3 separate regions of the Anser cygnoides genome follow, and regions 2 and 3 are each linked to region 1. A link is a contact called in public Hi-C data. All regions are on one chromosome and are shown on one strand. Each heading gives the region's core, a stretch centred on a gene start, on an enhancer-like site or on the middle of the called end of the contact. The rest is flanking DNA. Distances are from core to core; before and after follow the strand shown.

What was found. A called contact is a pair of places that touch in the nucleus more often than the background predicts.
Region 2: a Hi-C map of liver shows a contact between it and region 1, with 10 times the contacts expected there. The contact joins the promoter of PLPP6 here to the promoter of LOC106041535 in region 1. A contact is called at or near these places in 2 of 7 Hi-C or Micro-C datasets (both in liver).
Region 3: a contact with region 1 is called in a Hi-C map of liver, with 1.8 times the contacts expected there. The contact joins the promoter of ALDH9A1 here to the promoter of LOC106041535 in region 1. A contact is called at or near these places in 2 of 7 Hi-C or Micro-C datasets (both in liver).

What each region holds. Positions count from the first base shown.
Region 1 is chr8:10,823,566-10,827,935 of Taihu_goose_T2T_genome, reverse strand. It overlaps LOC106041535 (flavin containing dimethylaniline monoxygenase 3), which reads left to right and starts at 2,247. Exons shown (of 9, transcript XM_013190066.3): 1 at 2,247-2,372; 2 at 2,473-2,610. The coding sequence starts at 2,479.
Region 2 is chr8:10,264,931-10,269,911 of Taihu_goose_T2T_genome, reverse strand. It overlaps PLPP6 (phospholipid phosphatase 6), which reads left to right and starts at 3,652. Exons shown (of 3, transcript XM_048080260.2): 1 at 3,652-3,749; 2 at 4,500-4,933. The coding sequence starts at 4,540. It overlaps FAM78B (family with sequence similarity 78 member B), which reads right to left and starts at 3,537. Exons shown (of 3, transcript XM_067001404.1): 1 at 3,119-3,537; 2 at 6-147. The coding sequence starts at 3,381.
Region 3 is chr8:11,589,227-11,593,886 of Taihu_goose_T2T_genome, reverse strand. ALDH9A1 (aldehyde dehydrogenase 9 family member A1) reads left to right here and starts at 1,374. Exons shown (of 11, transcript XM_048080212.2): 1 at 1,374-1,619; 2 at 2,140-2,285; 3 at 3,329-3,458; 4 at 3,763-3,897; 5 at 4,393-4,589. The coding sequence starts at 1,439.

The DNA of each region.
Region 1 (4,370 bases), core at 998-3,497:
CTTTGGTTTGCTCCATCCATCAGCCCAAATCCGATGGGAATCCTCCTGCAGCCCTTTCCTGGAAGGATTTTGCCTGCAAACAAAAATGGGGAGGGGTGCAGAAAAGGAAATGAAAAATGTATCTTTAACCACACTCGAGACAAATGAGGGATCTGCCTGGAAAGCGCTCGGCTGCAGTTAGTGCGGAGCAGAAGGGAGGTGGGCGCTCCTAGTTCCTGCCCTACAGCTGCTGATTTATTGTCCCTGGCGTGCAGGGCCCCGCCAGCCTGCGGGATGTTTCCCATTTGGCACTTCAAAGATGGGTGAACAATGGAGTTGTGCTTCAAAAGGGGATGGCTGCTGGCCCCTGGGACCCGGTGAGGCTTCGGTGCCTTGGGGAAATTTTGTTCGTCTCGAGCAGCACCGGGAGCCTGTCCGCAGCTCGGGGGGCTGTGCTCCCCGTGGGCATCCTGCCCTTCGTGACCTGTCCTTCAGACGATGTTCCCCTCTCTGTGGGTCCAGCTTTTTGCACAAAGGCAAAGCGGGCTGCGAGCTGTGTCCCTGTGAGATGTCCCCTCTGTAGGAGCCGTAGCGTTGTGCTCAAAGCCACCTCCGACCTCAGCAGCACGCTGCTGGTGAAAGAAAGCTTTGGGCTGGAAAAGGAGGATTTTGTAGGTGGGACCGCTTTTACCCTGTTATTGCTCTTCTGGAGACTGAGAGCTGCCTTCTGCTGCTTCTTTCCTGTGGTGCGTGATAAAAAGTCCAACAGGAGTCTGCAGCTGTTGGGCAGAGGGACTTTGGTGCCATTAGAAATGTTAATTTTTTAAAACTATATTTTTTGCAGACTATTGCACATCCTAACTTCTCTCTCTTTCTCTGCCTTTCCACACCTGAAGCTTTTTCCATCCCTTTGTGTTTTCCCATTCTGGAGAGGAAAAATGGAGCAAAACATCCAAGATCTTTTATTTTTGAGGAAAAGGGCAGCTGGGAAATGATGAGCTGAGAAGGAGGGCACCTTTGTTCCCCTCCCTCTGCCGTAGGCTGATGCCTCCTGTCCCTGTGCCAGGGCACGGAGCAGGCACTGTCGTCCTCTGTGTGTCATTTTCTAACAAATGTTTTCATGGGCAGAAGTCCTCCTCCTCCAGGTTGAGTCCTGCAGGAGTCACAGAGATCCACCTCTCCTCCGGGCTGGGAATCCATGAGACCAGCTTGGCAGCTTATTTGCATTAAGTCCACTTAATCGTGACTCCAAAACTGCTCTTTTGGAAACCCGAACCAATTTGCTAGATAGTGGAAAAATGAGCAATTTCTTCTTCTGTTCGGTTGCTCAATCATTTTTCTGGCATTCTCCATTCTATTTCATTTGAAGTCAACTTAGGATGAATTAAGTGTCCAGCTTCGACAGCTTTGGAGGCTCCGGCAGCAGCAGCCCGCGGACTTCCCAGCACGTGCACTCACCAGCTGAGCTGTTCTCCCTCCGGAGGCCAGGACTTGATGGATGGGCTCACACAATGAATTAAGCATCGCTGCAGAGTGCGGAGCTGGATTTGGGCTTGCAAGCACACTTCTCCACACTTGCCTGTGTTTTGTCCTTTCCCACAGATGTCCTCGGAGGCACATTTGCCCTGTTTATTAGAACTGGGGATTTGAGGCAACGTGGAAATGTGGTCCAGAGAAAATCCATATGAACTTAGAGAAAACAAACCCAGACAGTGAGTTACTTGCAGAAAGTCCCGTGCTTGGGGAACCTGGACCGTTGTGTGACGTGGCTGGGAACTGCTTGGCTCTGGCAACGTGTGTGGAGACCATGGCGGCGAGGGGAGAAGGCAGGATACAAACCACAGCTTTCCCTGATGGTCTGCTGCTCCTACAGTCGCCTCTACTCTGCCCACACATTATTAATGGACTACTTATTTCTCCAGATCTACTCTGCCCACACATTGTTAATGGACTACTTATTTCTCCAGTTCTTCACTGTCTGAGGATGAGCCTCCCCAGACAGCCTCCTCGGTGGCCCTGTGGGCGAGAGGCCCCCGTTTCCATCGGCTGCTCTCAACCACTCGGGCGTCGCCGTGCCGCTTTGCAGAGGTGCCTTTGGAGATACTGGGAGCAGCCGCCTGGCGACCTCTATCTTGGAAACCATTTCAATCCAGGGCTTTATTTCCTAATTTCAGAGCTCTGAGCCCACAGCTCCTCCTCAAGTTACAGCTGGGGGTTGCTAAAGTCCATGCAGCGCGAGTCGCTCTCGTCCAAAGAGAGGCCGGGCTCTGGCCCTGCCTCCCCAGCAGCGCTGTATAAAAGCTTTGCTCTTTGCAGGAACCTCCTCCTGAGCCCCAGCTCCTCTTCTCCCACAGCCTCAGCTCACGGCTCTCACCTCCCTGAGGGCTGCACAGGTAAGCGAGGATGGATGGAAAACCTCACAGGACTCGTAGGGAGCAGGGCAGGGTGGAGGCGGGCGGCCCCACGCCGTGACAGCTGCTCTCCCCACCACAGGACACCATGGTGCGGCGCGTGGCCGTGGTCGGCGCGGGCGTCAGCGGGCTGGCGGCCATCAAGTGCTGCCTGGAAGAGGGGCTGGAGCCCACCTGCTTCGAGAGGAGCGAGGACATCGGCGGGCTGTGGCGCTACACGGTGAGAGAGGCTCGGGCCGCGTGGCCTTGCGGTCAGTTAGGGTTTGGGGTGGGGATGGTGGCTTCAGGAGCAGCTCAGGGAAAGGAGCTGAGCAGGTTAAAGCATGGGGGAGGTGAAGGGGGGAGGCGTTGAGGACAGAGTTTGTTCTGGGTGATGCAAAATGTTTGACTCGGATCAAAGCACAAAGCCTATAGCTGTCACGCCTGACCTCTGGATGCTTTCTGGACCTCAGGAGGGATGCTAGACCCAGTCCTGCACCCTATCCCCTGAGCTGCTTCTTTCCCTGGCTCCTAAACGCAGGTGTAACCAGCTCCTAAATGCCTGGGTTGAGGCAAGCCCTCCTACCTGGCCCTTTAGGACATGTCTATGCTTTTAGGGGGTGATTTGGTTACTGCACTTGATGGCTTTGGGGTGTCTCTCTGGCCCCAGCCTGGCGGTGATGGTATCTGCAAGAGTTGGTTTAAATTTTAACCCAGAATGTTTTGGGGATGGAAAATCACTGGACTGAGCAGGTTCAGCAAATCATTGATCTGCTTGCTCGTTCTGAGGAAAGTTGGCAAACCAAAACCCTCAGAGAGACTCTTAATTTGACAAGATTAAAATAAAACAGTTGTGGGTTTTTTTTATATATTTTATTTATTTATTTAATGTAAATAACTTTCTGTTCTTCAGTTTTCTTCAGCATTCTTCAGGTGCTTTTTTAGCCACTTTTAACTGAAAAAAGTCAATTTTGTGACAGTTTTGCATGAGTGAAATGTTGCTTTATGTATTACCCCTTTGGCTTGTTAAGGAAGTGGAAAACATTGCACATCTGCTGGGTTCTGCCTCCCAGGTGGGTGAATCCACAGAGAGGTGGTGAAGCCCAAAATTTGTCCCCTCTGCAGGTGTGTGTCCATCCCCTAGTACGACCTGGGCAGCGCCTTGTCCTGAGGGGCATAAATCCCAGCCAGAAATGCCATTAGCATTAGAATAGCAGCTTTGAATCCCGTGGCATCCAAACAAGAGCACTGTGCAATCTTGTACATGTGGGAATCTGCGGTTTTTGGCAGGGATCTGACCCCTACTCTGTCACAAGCTCTTGGCCTGTTGGACCAGAAGCTTGGAGAGCAGATTTAGGGCAGTTTCACAGACAAAGTATTTATCTTTGCCACGCATGGTGCCTGGATTTTGTTAATTGAGCAGTAGAGCAATAAGCCTGCGATAGTCCCTGTGTGCTCCAGCCAAGCAGAGAGAAAAATCACTTTGAGCTCTGCGAGTGATGTTTATAAGAAGAGATGCTTCAGCTTTAAAACAGCAGCTGCATGTGGCCAAGGTTAAGTACAGAAAACATCATAAATGATGCTTCTGTGAGGTAAATGCAGAAGAAATTATGCTAAAAAGGGGAATCTGAGGTTATTATGGGGACGTACTGTGCATGGCTCTTTGGGATGAGCCCACAAAGCCTGCGAGCAAACGAGGAAGGTAAGCAAAGGGCTGCAGACCCTCTGGGGTGCTCAGCGCCCTCGGTTCTGGGTTTGGTGGGTGAGGTTGAGCTGAAGAACGGGGCTGGGGCTTACTTAGCCAGGCAGGAAGGGGATAGCAGGGGAAAACCTCCCTCCCTCTGAGAGCCAAACATCCTGGTTCAGGCCTCCAAAGCTCTGAGATTCTCCTAGAAGTCCTGGATAAAATCATCTCCAGGTTGGCTTAGTGTTCCCTACACATGGCTTGTGACTTTCCAGGGTGCCCATGGCTGGCTCCCCGAGCTGTGCTGCTCACCCAGA
Region 2 (4,981 bases), core at 2,403-4,902, 560 kb after region 1:
CTCACCGAGAACCTGGAGATCTTGTTCGTGGGGCCGACCAGGGTCACCGTTTCCGTGGTGTTTCCGTACCAGGGGTAGCTCACCCCATCAGAATCGCTGATGGCTTTTACTCTTCCTTCTCGCAAGTCGGGCAGCTCCCAGCTCGACCTAGGGAACGGAGGGAGAAAGGGCAGGTTATCGGGGAAACGGCAGCGACAGCGCCCAGGCAGTGACAGCAAGGGAGGGACTGAGGCAAGCCGCTGCGTGCCAGCACTTCCAGGGAAAGCACGTGCTTTGGACCAGGGGGAGACAGCACAGATAAAGGGATGACAATTCAGTCCGAAATCCCACTGAAAAAGCCATTTCTCCTGCAGCCACCAGAGGCTTTGTACCCAGCCAGAGCCACGCGCCAGAGCCCGTCTCTGGCATCAGCCACCAGATCCTCCCCCCGGCAGCGCTGACTCAAGAGCAGAGCTTGGGAACCATCTTCCCACCTGCAGGAAGCCACCGAGGACCTCATTCAAGCACAAATTTGTCTTCAGCTCCTTCGCTGAGTCAGTCAGGGCCAGCAGAAGCCTCCGCTCTGCCAGCACAATAGCATTTTAATTAACCTGCAATCTAACCAAACGGGCCAAAACTCATTTCTGAGCCTTTTGCAGGTCACTCGCTCCTTATTCAGCTCTTGATCTAAAAAAAGAGAGAAGAAAAAAAACCCTCGCTGTGTGTCAGCTGCAGCACAGCCACGGCCGCACACGCCGAGCCTGGAGCAGCTCCCCCCAGCCTGCAGCTCCGTCTGCAATTTTTACACCCCTAAATATAGGCGTTTGCTAAGACACATGTGCAGTAATTAAATATCACAATTATGCCTGCTGCTGGTGTGATGAAATCCCTGCCATGCTGCTGGGGTTGTGGGTGGGGGGGGAAATTCCAGCCAAAATCTTGGCTGCGGACCACACGAACACCACCAGGCGGGTGCGGCAAGGGAGAGGATCACCACGTGGCAGCTACAAGCTGGGAGCGGGGACAGCGGCCACCCGGCTCCAGCGAGCCCTAGCCCAGCTCCCAGGTGTCTTTCCTGAAGTCCTGAGAATGGGAAAACAGACACTCTTTGGGTGCTGAACCCACGCTTTAAATTTCAAGCCACTGCCCCGCACACCCAGAGCGAGAGGTGGCTAAGGATCACCTGTGCAGCGTTGTGCTGGGTCTCTGTCTCGAGGCAGGTCAGGCTTGCAGCGTGCCAGTATCTTTACCCAAAAAAACTGGCAACGTCACTGCTGGGTATCACAGAAAGGAGAATAAATAGAAAAACCTTTAACTTCTCAGACACGTTGCTCCGGCTGAAGCCTCCTGCTGAGTCAGAGCTCAGCTCCACACAGGTCTGGGCTCCGAAGCCACCAACAAGGGGACATCTGGCTTCTCTCCTCCCTGAGAAGCAGCAACCTGCACTCGCCCCCACACCCCCAGCACCCCACTGTGGTGCAAAATGACCCTGCCCGCTCCGAAAGCGTGAGGACGGGGTCATCCCCGGCATTCCCTGCCCGAGCCCAGCTCCAGGCAGCTCGACCCCACGCCGGCCATAGGGCCATGCAGAGGGCAGCCCCCCTGCCGCCCCCGGGGTCCCAGCCCTGTGCCCTTGGGGAAGAGCAGGAGGCCGGAGGAAACTGATCCGGCACCTTGCTGCAGCCCCTGGCACCCAGGAGAAATCCGAGCGGGGCTCTGCTTTCAGGAAGGGCAGCCAGGGCAGGGCAGGGCAGGCTCAGCAGCTCGAGGCAAAGGCAGGACCGGCGCCGGCTGCTCCCGCTCCCCAGGCAGATCGGGGCCGGGGGAGCTGCTCCAGCCCCAGCTGGCGCTCCCGACAGCACCAGCAGGGACAGGACCGCAGGCGAAGGCACGCCAGCGCCGTGTCTCCCCGCCACGAAGCCCGGGCAGCCCGGAGCTGCGCGAGGTGCCTCCTACTTCCAGGGAGAGGATTGCCAGGGCAGCCTCCACCTGCTCCCGCTCCCTTGCGAGCTGCCTCCGGCGGGGACTGTGCGAGGGCTGAGAGGAGGAGCTCTGCCAGTGCTGGTTAGGGGGATGCCCGGAGAGCCCAGCCCCTGTGGGGCCACACGGGCTCGACAGGGCTTTCTGCGAGCACCCCACACGGCGCCACGCAGAGCCCCCCCTGCCTGCCTGAGAGAAATCAGGGCTCTGCAGCGCCCGGGCAGGAACCAGGAGAAATGAGGCCGATGGGACGGGCTGAGGACAGGCCTGGCCGCGAGCGTGGCACCGCCCGGCAGCCGCCTGTGGGGACGGAGCCCCTGGCTCAGCCACCTCCTGCCTGCAGCCCCCACACCAACGCGGCCCAGCGCCAGGGCAGCGCGGGTGCCCTGGTGGCAGGCTGGGTGCACACTTGCTCCTTGGCGTCCTCCCGAGCCACCTGCGTGGAGCCTTCAAGCGACTTCCCTCAAACCTCTCCCAGCAGGGCTGCAACAAGGAACACAAGGCGATGGCGTCGAGGGAGGACAGCGGGGAACCGTGCTGGGGCCTCCGTCACCTCATGGAAGTGCACTGGGGCCTCCGTCCCCTCACGGAATTGTGCTGGGGCCTCTGCCCCACCGTGTAACGGCACCGCGGTCCTTGAGCCCTCACAGAACCACGCTGGGGGCCCATCCCCTCACAGGACTGCTTTGGGTCTTTGGAGCCTTACGGAACGGCACTGGGGCCTGCACCCCCCTCATGTAACGGTATCAGGGCCTCCGTCCCCATCATGTAACAGCGCCGGGATCCCGCCACATCGCAGAACCACACCGGGGTTTCTGGCCCCTCGCGGAATGGCACCAGGGCCTCTGTCCCCACCATGTACGGGCACTGCTGCCTCCATCCCCCTCAGGTAACGGTATCAGGGCCTCCGTCCCCATCGTGTAACTGCGCTGGGGCCCTGTCACCTCACAGGACCACTACGGGGTCTCTGACCCCTTACGGAATGGCACTGGAGCCTCCGTCCCCGTCACGTAACTGCGCTGGCGCCTGCGTCCCCTCACGGAGCCACACCAGGGCCTCCGTCCCCACCAGGTAACGCCACCGGTGCCTCCGTCCCCGCCGCGCAACGCCGCCAGACCCGCGCCCCTCACAGCCCCCCCCCGGCAGCCCCCCAGCTCACACGCCGAGGTCGCTGTAGGTGTTGTAGAACTCCATGTGGTTGCAGGCCTGGATCCAGCCCACCACCCAGGTGTGGCGCCGGGCGATGGGCGGCATGAGGACGCGGGCGGAGGCGCGGAAGTAGGGCGTGCGGTAGCGCAGCACCACGGGCGAGCTCTCCTCGATGGCGGTGGCGGCCGGCTCGATGGTGGCGGACACGTCGGACACCACGATCTGCTCCCGCCGCACCCGCGCCTTGCACGCCACGCTCTGCAGGCAGCCCATGGCCGCCGCCGCCTCCCCGCCGCCGCCGCCGCCGCCGCCGCGCTCACCCGCCGCCGCGCCGCGGGGCCGAGCGGCAGCCCCGGCCGGCCCCCCCCCGCCCCGCCATCGCCGCCCGCCGCCGCCGCCGAGCGCCGGCGCCCGCACCGGCGCCGGCAGGGCGAAGGCGCCGCCGCTGCCTTTGCGGCCCTCGCCGGCCACCGTCCGCCGGCCCCGCCGCTAGGGGGAGGCGGCGGCGGCGCCGAGCGCGGTCGCCGTGGTAACCGGGGGCGGCACGTGGGGCAGGAAGCGGAAGCGGCGCTGCGCGGGACGGGGCGGGGGGAGCGCGGCGGCGGGGCCGGCACCGGGGGGAACCGGAGAGCAGCGGGGGGGTACGGGGGGGTACCGGGAAGGCACCGGAGAGACTCTTGAGGGATACTGGAGGCACTGAGGGGATACCGGGAGGTTACCGGCGGGCACCGAGGGGTACCGGAAGGATACCGGAGGGCACCGAGGGGTACCGGAGGGCACCGGGGAGAGTACAGGGGGTACCGGAGAGGCACCGGGGAGATACTCGGGGGATACCGGAGGGCACAGGGAAGGTACCGGGTGACCACAGGGGGCACCAGAGAGGTACTTGGGCGATACTGGGGGCACTGAGGGGGTACCGGAAGGTTACTGGGAGGTTACCGGAGGGCACCGAGGGGTACCGAAGGGGTACAGGGGGCACCGTAGGGGTACCGGGAGACACCGGGGAGATACTTGGGGGATACCGGAGGGCACCGGGTGACCACAGGGGGCACCGGAGAGATACTGGGAGGGTACAAGGGGCACCGGAGAGGTACTTCGGGGATACTGGGAGGCGCTGAGGGGATACCGGGAGGTTACCAGAGGGCACCGAGTGGTACCAGAGAGCACCGGGGGAGTACAGGGGGCACCGGAGGGGTACCGGGAGGCACCGGGGAGATACCTGGGGGATACTGGAGGGCACAGGGGGACAGCAGGGGAGGTACCTGGGGGGCACCAGAGGGGTACCGGGGTCGGATGGGCCTGTGAGGTGACAGCAGGAGGCAGCCCGGCAGTGGGCGACCTGCTTTGGCCTCTCCAGGCCTGGTCCCATCCCGGTCCTGTCCCACCACCAGGCCCGGTGCCACCACCCGGTCCCGTCCCCGTCCCGGCGCCATGCCCAGCCCTCGCAGCAACCGCGAGCGACGCGCCGGCCGCCCGGAGTTCGTGTCCCTGCTGAGCCAGCACGGCCCCGCAGCCCCGGACAGCCCGTCCCGCCGCCGCGAGTCCGGGGGCTCCGCGCCCCCGCCGCTGCCCGAGGAGGACTGCATGAGGCTGAACCCGTCCTTCGTGGGCATCGCCCTCAGCTCCCTGCTCGCCGTCGACCTCTGGGCCTCCAAGCGCCTGGGAGTCTGCGCCGGGGAGGCCTCGGCCTGGGGCAGCGCCCGCCCGCTGCTGAAGGTGGTTGAGGTGTCGGGGCACGGCATCCCCTGGCTGCTGGGCACCTTCTACGGGCTCTGCCAGAGCGACAGCTCGGCCGCCAGGGAGGTGCTGCTCAACCTGCTCTTCGGTGAGGCCGGGAAGGGGTCGCTGCGGCGGGAGGATGGGGCCCGGGGGA
Region 3 (4,660 bases), core at 125-2,624, 770 kb before region 1:
TTTTTTCTTTTATTGGCTCACGTGGCTGGGGGCCCAGGAACCTGCCCCTGTGCCAAGCTGCTCTTGGAGGTTGCAAGTACTGCTGGATGTCTGCCCGTGTCTTCCTGGCAGGGTACAGTGCCACAGAGATTTGTAGCGTTGTGCAGCTTCTGTTAAAGTTGCTTACTTAAGCAGAATCTGCTCAACTGCAGAAACAAACCTGGCCTTCAGTTTAATGAGTAAACTGTTAGATTATATCAGTGCTGCCCACTGCTACTGAACCCTTTTTATTGCCTGAGCGGTTAGGACAGCTGCATTTTTGTTTACTGATCATCGGTCCATTTAGCAGTATGAATCTTAAAAATGCTTCCTTCATAGGCCAGTAAGTTCCCTATGCTGCCTTCCACTTTGCCAAATAATTACCTGGTTCAGTCCTGTTGGCCAGGCCTTGTTTAAAAGGGCTGAATAAATTTTGCTGCTGCTCTCAAGTTAGACTGACGGCTTTCTTGAAGCGTTGTGGTACCTGTAGGGGCTACTGATTCCTCGCTTCTGTGACCAGAAGCATATAATACAGAACATTTTACTAGGAGGCTTTGACAAGGTGCAGGGCACGGGGATAAATCTGAAATGCCTCGTGGCAGTGTGGAGCATGTGTAACACCACATTAAATCCTACGTCTTGGAGCAGCACGGAGCACGAGGATGCTGCATTTTTGACACAGTTGCATCTGGTGTAGGTGCAGCCTTCCCCAGGGAGCAGCCGTGGTCGTGTAAGTCCTCAGTTTCCTACGTGTGGCCTCTGTGTGATGGCCTGATCCTGCTGCAAAGCCAGAAACTCCCAAACCTGCTGCACCAGCTTTGGTGAGTTAGTTTATTCCGCAGCATACGGTCATCAGATCCAGCAGGGCGAGTGGGGAGAGCTGTGAGAGCCGAACTGACAGAGTGCAACGACAGCGTGCACCCCAGGGGGCTGGGAGGTGCTACGTGCACCCTGCCCTCCCAGACCCTGCCTCAGCCCCGCGCTGCCTTGGGCCGAGCACACGTTGCGATATGTTGCATCGCACCGCGTGTTACCGCTTTGTGAGGGCGGCGCTCGCACATCCAGAGCTTACCCGAAAATTATGGCTTCGTCGCTGTGGTGGGGCTCGCTGCCTGCTTGGTGCAGCAGGTCTGTGGGGTGGTTAATCCTGACACAGGGAGAACAACTCTCGAGGTCTGAATTCTAAGAACCCACAAAATGTACTGGGGGGGTACACGCCTGCCTTTTGGGGGCAGGAAGAACGGTTTCGGTTCTATCACTTTTTACACCCCCGGAGCCCTCCGAGCCGCGGGGGGGCGCCCGGGGCCGGGGCCGGGCCTGCCGGGGGGGGCGGTGCGGGGCTCGGGGGGGGGGGCTCCCCCCATTTCTCCGCCACCGCCGAGCGGGGCCGCGGATCTGCCCCGAGCCCGGCTGCCGGCCCATGGTGCCGCGGCCCCTGCTGCAGCCCCTCGTGCCCCGGCTCCGCCGCCTGCTGCCCGGCCTCGCCATGAGCAGCGCCACCGGCTCCTTCTCCCTGCAGCAGCCCCTCAACTACCGGGGGGGAGCCCGGCTGCAGCCCGCCGACGGTGGGCAGGTGGAGGAGGTGTACGAGCCGGCCACAGGTGGGGACACGCGTGGGGACACGGCTCTGCTGGGGGCTGGCCGTCCCGGGGGGCGGCCCCGACCCCCACGTCCCCCCAGCCCCTGCAGCCTGGGACTGGCTGTGACCGTCCGCCGAAGCAGCCGGGGTCTGGCTCAAATGATTTCCAAATCAATTGGTTTTTCCTCGCCCGGGTTTCGGCAGGCCCCATGCAAGGTGGCGAGGGGCTAACGGAGCCGAAGAACGCACAGCGGGGTGCTGGTGGCGGAAGCTCAAGGGGGGAGAGCGAAGAGATTTGTGATGCTGGGAGCTAATTAGTAACTGGGACATGGGTGTGGGAGAAGGGTCTTAATGCAAGCCCTTTAAACCACAACACCTCTTCAAGAAACCAGTCACAAATAAGTGGGTTTTGTTTGGAACCATTACGTTCGTAGCCTGGTGCGGGTGGTGGGACTGAGATCTTTGCCGCAAGATAAATCGTATTTTCTGTGCCCTTTCTCTGACACGAACATCTCCTTTGTTTCCATTTTAAATGTGCCCAGGCCGAGTGATAGCCAAGCTGCTGTGCTCCGGGGAGAAGGAGGTGGACCTGGCCGTGCAGAGCGCGAAGGCTGCCTTTAAAGTATGGAGCCAAATGTCGGGCATGGAGCGGTGCCGGGTGCTGCTGGAGGCCGCCAGAATTATTCGGGTATGTCGGGGGGCTCGCGTCACGTTTTGTCTGCCAGCATTTTCGTGGATTAAGGCGGCTGCTGGGGGCTGCGGTTCCAGCGGCACCTCCAGAGCTCGGGGAGGTAAAACCCCACCTTTGACCAGCAGAGACAGTTGGTTGCCTTGGGCAGGGCACCCAGTCTTATCAGTCTTAGTTCAAGGCCGGTGTGTGCTACAGCACCTTTTCTGCTTAATTCTGGCAGGAGACACAAAGCTGAAGCAATCCAGTCAGGACCCTGCAAGGCATGCGATTTACAAGCTGAAGCTGCGTAGCTGACACATTCTTGAACTTTAGGATTTCGGACCCTGTTGTCACGTGGCAGAAGCATACGTTGTTTTAGCAATAAGAAAATGTAGGAGTGCTTTTTTTTTTTCCCTTAGCAGATAATACGCGTGGGGAGAGGATACAGATATGCTAGCTTTGTCACAAACTTGTTTGTGAGATAACACGTTCTTGGACCTCAAAGTAAGATGTGAGATAACACGTTCTTGGACTTCAAAGTTAATCCCCGTTGAGGCACAGGTCTGTAAGAAACCGGACCTCGCCCCAGCGTGTACATGCGATGAGAATACTGTTTTCTCTTTCTGCCAGACTTCTGCAGCAGGGTAATATTTCTGCCTGGGAGATGGTCTGTTAAAGGATGCTTCCCAACTCTGCTGCTTTGCCCGTCTTTTGCTAAGTCCTCTGGGTCGGTTTTGGTCTTGCTGTTTGCTGTCTCCCCACCTTAGTCCTGTGAATTCCAGTCACTGTTTACCAGCTGGCTTTTCAGCTCAGGTTTGCTCATCTTTCAGATAAACACGGCTGTTAAGCAAGACCAGACTAGCAGTGAACCCCAGCAGCTCTCTGTTTGGCATTCTCTTGTGGTCGGTTGCCTCTGGCGAATTGATAAATGACAGTTGGGAATGTATCTTAGATAAAATGATTACTCGAGGCAGAGCCTGGCTTGGAGGTTGCATGCTTGGGATGCAGCTAGCTCCTTGTGGCTTCTCTGATGCGCTGTCGTTGTGCTGCGCTCCTCACAGGAACAGAGAGACGAAATTGCCACCTTGGAAACCATCAACAATGGGAAATCCATCTTTGAAGCCAGAGCGGACATTGACGTATCCTGGCAGTGCCTGGAGTATTACGCAGGGCTGGCAGGATCTCTAGCTGGTGAGAACTTTATGGGAGTTGGCTCTTTATTCTCTGTCCTGCCTCTTGTCTTCTCTGCTAACTTCCATGATACAAGACCATTTTTGGTGCCGATTCCTCTAAGAGAAGGACTGCTCCTTTTTCTGAAGGTCTTGGGAGAATTTTCAGAGCTGTCTGCCTAATGCTGCCATGCTCTGTGAGCTTGTCGGGGTAAAAGCCGTGTGTGTCTGTTCCCAGTCTAAGTGGGATCTGGGCCCTGAGCCTCTGATTAAACAGGAAGGGGCTTTGTTCTTCTCTTATTTCTGTCTGTCTGTCTTCCCTGCAGGTGAACACATCCAGCTTCCTGGGGGATCCTTTGGGTACACTCGCAGAGAGCCCCTGGGTGTGTGCGCTGGGATCGGAGCCTGGAATTACCCTTTCCAGATTGCCTGCTGGAAGGCTGCCCCGGCCCTGGCTTGCGGTATGGAGACTCTGTGCCCATGCAGGCTTCCCTCTGAAGCCTTGTGGTCCTGCGGGGGAGAGTGAGATTTGGGGGACAGAGAACTGACTAGGGCCGCCTCGAAGGAGGCGTTGAAGGACTAGCAGAGCCTTCAGGCAGGAAGGGAAAGGAAATGGAAGGGGGAACCTGGCAGGTGCTAAGAGGGCAGGGGACACATCAGGAGAAAGACTGATTGTGTGGCTTTGTACCAGAGGAGGAAGGTCTCTGGAAATGTTTGCAGTGCAGGACCAGTATCCTCATCTCCCCGGCCCTTCCCAGCATGAAGGTGCAGTTTTCCCCATTCATTGATTGCAGAGCGTTTAGACAAAACTATTTCCTTCTCTCCTGGGGATCTTTTGGTTCTGCAGAGACAAATTCGTTGTGTAGGGTGGGTTTTTTTTGTGTTTTTTTTTTTTTTTTGTCCCCTGATGCAGTTTGGGTGTTAACCCCACCTTGCCTCTGTCCGGGTTCCCTTAGGCAACGCGATGGTCTTCAAGCCCTCTCCCTTCACTCCCATTTCGGTGGTGAGGCTGGCAGAGATCTTCACTCAGGCCGGTATGCCCAAGGGGCTCTTCAACGTGGTGCAGGGCGGGGTGGCCACAGGCCAGTTCCTCTGTCACCACCCCGATGTGGCCAAAATCTCTTTCACTGGCAGCGTGCCGACTGGCGTCAAGGTAAAGGCACCGTCACACTGGGGGACACACGGGGGTTGTAGTGCCAGCCTTCCTGGTGCAACGGGGGGGTC